2 separate regions of the Sus scrofa genome follow, and region 2 is linked to region 1. A link is a contact called in public Hi-C data. All regions are on one chromosome and are shown on one strand. The core of a region is the stretch at or near the end of the contact, and the rest is flanking DNA. Distances in the headings are between cores, read along the strand shown.

Region 1 (2,757 bases), core at 118-2,617:
GGTAACATTTGTTCTAAACTCCACATTACCCAGAAAGCAACAACAACAAAACCTGTTTTATCAATTTCAGGGAGGAAAACTTCTAACCAACAAATTTCCCGAATATCTACTGAGAACCCAAAGGGAACAATAATTTACCGACGAAACTTAACACCGTCAGAGATTTTAAACAGGCTTATAATTAAAACTGGAATTGTCCACAATATTGCTGGAATCACAAATACACAAACTTCGGAATTCCCTAAACAAAGAATACTTTTGTGCCACGCAATGAGCAGTACTATGCCTTCACTAAGATTTCCAGATTCTCGGATTTTCCATTCAGAACAGTTTGATCTGGTCAACTAAAGTTCGTCTTATTCTCATATTTAAGCCCTGACGCTGCAAAGAGCAAGGACCCAATGGACATTTACAGAGTAAATGAAGCCACTCTCAAAGGCAACTTTAATACCAGTCTGTTCCAAAAGTAAACTACTCATAATTTCGGAATCAAGTCTGGAAGAAAAACCTTTCAACGATGGTTCGCCAACCTTCCCGGCCGGAGCCTTAACGTAAGGTCCTTGGGGTCGTGTTTTCCCAAAGTAATGCCACAGTGCCATTTCCCGCAGATGACAACTGCTCAGTCCCTGCCATATTAGCCTCCCCCGAGCCAGACCCGACGAATTAAGGGCACTGGGGAAGTCTCAAAGGGCCCCAGGAGGCGTCGGGGCAGAGTCTCCCAGGAAGGGGAGGCTCCCCGAGCCCTACTCACCGCGACAGGGCGGCCGTGCTCCGGACCGTCAGTGACGTCGAGGCGGGGGGCCGGGGCAGGCGCCGGGGCCGGGGCCGGGGCAGGCGGCTGCCGGTGCTTGCCGGCGCGTTTGGCCTTGGCCTGGATGCAGCGCTGGTGTAGGGCGAAGGTGTGCTGGCGTTCGAGCTCCAGACGCTCGGGCGACACGGCCTCGTAGCGGGCCTCGCAGGTGCTGTGGTGGCGCCGACACAGCTCGATGCGCCGGCGGAGGCGCTCCATGACCGCGCTGTGCCGCGGCAGCGCAAACTCCGCCATGGGGCAGGTGGGCAGCACCATGGGCCGCGGGCTGCACGGGCCGGGCCCAAGTCGGGCCTCTCGGGGCCGGCTGGCACTGTGGGCTCCGCTCCCCGCCCGTGGCCCGGCCGCCTTATGGCCACGCCATGACCCCGAGAGCTGTGCAGCGGGCTCGAGCGCGGCGGCGGGTCTTGCTCCGGCCCCGCTCGGCCCAACCGGGGCAGGCGTTCGCTGCCCACCTCAGGCCTCGGCCTGTCCCCGCCGCCCCGAACCCATTGTTTTCCGCGCCGCCGCCGCCGCCATCTTAAAATTGTTTTCAGGGCTCTCGGAAGAGGGCAGGGCCCCGGCAAGCTACCCCGGCGTCACGGCTGATGAACAGGGATTGCAGCCAATCAGAGAAGAAAGAGTGGGCGGCCCGAGGGGCGGGCACGAGCACGCAAGAAGCGCGCTAGGGCTCCCGTGCGGAGTTTAAAAGGAACTCTCTAGTGAGAGGCAGAGGGTAGCAGCTGGGCGGGCTTCGGGCCTGGGTTCCAGCCAACTGAGACCGCCTGGAGCCGGCCCTAACACCGCCTCATGCGGAGAGGCCCTTCCGGGTCCGCAGAGGAAAGAGGGGCAGGCCTAACTGGCTAAACCCAGACGCCCGCCTGGCACTCCTTCAGCCTCTTTAAATTCGGCTTTGATGAGCTCTCAAGTAAGCCATGCTTTTTCCAGCTGGTTTTCTTCCCTCACTCATTACATTCAGCCTCACAATTGGTCAGAATCGTACACGAGTGAGCTGAAAAGGTTTGTTTCCTCTTGCACTATTCTGAATCATCGAGACTATCATCTCCCTTTATATGTCTTAACAGATTTCACAAGTTCAACTACCACTTTAAAAAAAAAATCCCTAGTAGATATGAAGAGAGAAAGGAGTCTAGCTCTTTCTTTGCGGGGTGGTGGTGGTGGTGGGAGAATAGAACTGCAAAGGATGATCCTTAAGTAAACACACATACACCCACCCAATCAGGGAGCCTAGCCTGCAAACTCTTTAAAAAATATATTTTAAAGATTTTAAAAAGTTTTAAAGCTTGTTAGGTAAAACAGAGTCACTCAACAAAATCCGACTAAAGACAACTGCACTCTAGTATTATAACCAGTACGTAAAGAGAATGGGAGACTGTAGGGAAAAAACAGGAGCAATGAAACAGATAGTCTGTGGTGTTGGGCCAAGTTAACTAGAAACAGGTATTGGCACCCTGATTGCTAAAAAGTTAAATAGGAGGTGCCAAAATGAGAAACGTCAATAATAGCTCAAACATGTTACACTTTTTACTAGGCCAGTGAAAACGTTTTATTTTAAAATCAGAAAAAAAAAATTGAGTCCTCATTCAAATAGTATTTGTTTTTATACAAACGCAGAAAAAAATTTAAGTGGCCCAGAAAGGCAAAATTGCCTAGGGCTCATGAATGCCATAACATGGTCCTGCTCTTAACATTCTTCAAATTCTACACCGGAAATAATTTCTTTTCTAATAGCAAAGATAATAGTAACTAGGAGCATTACATTTCCAGTACTTTAGTAAGCACTTCAAAAGCCTAATATTGCATAAATACAGTTGTGGTCTTTCAAAAATATCACTGAAGGAGTTCCCATCGTGGCGCAGTGGTTAACGAATCTGACTAGGAACCATGAGATTGCGGGTTCGGTCCCTGCCCTTGCTCAGTGGGTTAACGATCCGGCGTTGCGGTGAGCT
Region 2 (2,757 bases), core at 83-2,582, 39 kb after region 1:
CCTCCCAAGCTTTTAATTAATATCCAGCTCAGTTTAACTTCCCTCAATCAGCAGTCAAACCACTAGGTCCAGTTTCTTCCTCCTATTTCCATAAATGTGACTTCAGGTCCTGGAAAATAGGACTTAGCTAATTAGGATGTTAGTGTAGTGGATCAACAGCATTCACCATAATAATTTACTGCAGTCATTTATCAAGCAGTTAAAAATGTACATCTAACTTTCCTGCTCTTTCTTACACACGTCTTAATGGTAACAACAACTCTATCAGGTATTACATCCATTATCTGAAACGAAGTGAACTGCCCAGGTTCACATAGCAACAAATGGCTGATGAAGGACCTGAACAAGGGCCTTAGTCTTAACCACTACACACAAACTGCCTAGCTTTCAACTGTAATTCCAACGTGATCATAAAACTAATCGCATGACCTTGGGCCGATCATTTCTGAGCTCTGGGCCTCAGTTTCCTTCACTATAAAACGACCTGCCCACGGAGAGCTTTTGGGTGCTTTCCTGCTTTTAAAAGCCCACTGAATTTACGACGAGATTACTTACTCCCCCAATCTCCAAATAGATGTAAATGTTAGGACTTAAGTTTTTTAACCAGTGCGTGTTCTAGCACATTCTCCATACTCTTCAGGCTGCTACAGTCCAGTCTTCACTTTGCGGTTTTAATTTTCAAATTTTAGATCTGTAATGCTAATTCTAAATATCCTCTCTCTGTCCTATTATCACCTTTCCCCACTACTAAGAGTACCAACAAGGCCCGATCCTATTCCAGACCTTTACCCGGTTACTCTACCCCACCTCACAGCTTCCCAGGCAGTCAGCAATAGGTATAAGAAAGCCCTAGAAGCAGAACCATGAAGAGAAGTTAGCTTTCCCAGAGGTCAAGAAAGGCTCTAGGACACCTGCCACGCCTCCCAACCCCGGCGGCGCGGCCTGGGCCTGGCTCCGCAACTCAAGCGGCCCAGGTTCAGGCCTAACCCATCCCGTCTGGCGGGTCCACCAGGGCCTGAGCCATCGAAACTCAGCCGGACCCCTCAGCCCCGGCCACGCCCGGCTTCTCGAGACCTCCGCCGCCAGGCCGCGCACCCAGGCCCCCGAGGGTCCTCACAGGCCCGAAGACACGGGCAGGCCCCTGTCTCACCTCAAGCCTCAGGAGGACCGCCGGTGGTGCCCGCGCCTCCTCCCGCCCGCACACCTGGCCCCACGCTGCAGTGGAGACAGCGGCTGAGGGAGCCTGACCGTCACGTGCCGCAGAACCAAGAGGCCTCGACTCCTGCAGCCGCCGCGCGAGCGAGCCCCACCGCACGAAGCCCGGCCCTGCGTCCGCCCCTGTCTCCTCAGTAGCTACCACCAGCGCCAAGTCCCGCCCTCTCGCGCAAGATCCTGAATTCAATTGGTTATTGTGGCCATCGCTCTATGCACCTTCCCATACGCCCCCTAGGGCTATTCTTCGTGGAGTGTGGGGATTGGTTAGGAGTGAGGCAGGAAGTGGCTGTTGGTTGGGCAGTATGGAAGGAGGCGGTGTACGGCGGCATCGGGATCGGCGGGGGCGCGCGCGCGCGCGCGCGCGTCGTGGGGCGGGACTGGCCAGGCAGGCGTTCCCGCGCTGGTTGTTCTGGTGCCTTAGTGGGCGCGCTGCCCGGCACTGCATCCTAATTTCTATGGTTTCGACCGTTCAGGTGCCTGGACCCGGGCCTCGGGGTCTGGCATCTCATTCCCTTCGATGAGAGAGCAAATGGAAGCTGGCAGGATGGGTGGGAGGTCCATTGAGCCATCGGGAAGGACCTGGTTTCCAGTGCAGCGAGTGCGCAGATATGATGGAATCAGTCACGGCTCCCTTGGCCTGTCCTGGAGTCGCTGTACACCAGGCGCCACCGTTCCTGCAGAGTCATTGCTCTGGGCCCAGCAGTCTGAGGCCGCCTTATCACCCAACGTCAAAATATAGCCCAGAATACTATAATCCAGCGTTACTTCAACTTTCAATTTGTGATGTTTCCAAAAGCAAGATAAGACAAAAAGGGCACAATCACACTTAACAGCAGTGAGTGAGAAAAAGATGGTGCAATGGAAAATTTTCAAACACACCACAGATTTTGTAACTAACTTTTAGCACATCTTCAGTTTTCTGGGCCTGAGACAGAGCAGGACTGTAGATCCTACTAAGGATCTTGTTAGAGATTTTTTTTCCGTTAAAGCACAATGTTCTTAAAAGGAAGCTGAGGCCAAATCTCTGAAGAATGAATTTTGTGTTTGTTTTTTTCACAATTTGAAGTCACTTTATTTACTGACCCAGATTACAAAAATAATCACATAGACAACTCAGTTCATCCATTTAATAAGCCTGTTAGATCTATTTATCTGGGCCCTTCAGGAGAAGATAGTTTGAAGGGCCACAGGATGTTGTTTGCTTCTTTGAAGCATTTTCCAACAGTACGGATTTCATGAATAAGATCCTCCAGGAGTTACTATTGTGGCTTAGTGAATTAAGAACCTAACATAGTGTCTGTGAGGATGCGGATTCAATCCCTGGCCTTGCTCAGTGGGTTAAGGATCCATCCTAAGCTTAGGCGTAGGTCACAAATGTGGCTGCAATCCCATGGGTTTTTTTGTTGTTGTTGTTTTTGTTTTTTTCATTTTTCTTATTACTCAAATGAATTTATCACATCTGCAATCCCATGTTGCTGTGGCGGTGGTGTAGGCCAGCAGCTGCAGCTCTGATTCAACCCCTAGCCTGGGAACTTCCATATG

The links. Hi-C and Micro-C count contacts between places; a contact is called where the count stands out from the background.
Region 2: a Hi-C map of skeletal muscle shows a contact between it and region 1, with 2.4 times the contacts expected there. The contact joins the promoter of CANX here to the promoter of MAML1 in region 1. A contact is called at or near these places in 2 of 5 promoter capture datasets (fetal liver and liver), 13 of 47 Hi-C or Micro-C datasets (alveolar macrophages, brain, embryonic fibroblasts and 6 more) and 2 of 2 datasets of contacts at active chromatin or transcription factors (alveolar macrophages and skeletal muscle).

The regions. Positions count from the first base shown.
Region 1 is chr2:78,875,266-78,878,022 of Sscrofa11.1, forward strand. MAML1 (mastermind-like protein 1) reads right to left here and starts at 1,368. Exons shown (of 5, transcript XM_003123646.5): 1 at 752-1,368. The coding sequence starts at 1,066.
Region 2 is chr2:78,914,496-78,917,252 of Sscrofa11.1, forward strand. CANX (calnexin) reads right to left here and starts at 1,333. Exons shown (of 15, transcript NM_001243210.1): 1 at 1,151-1,333.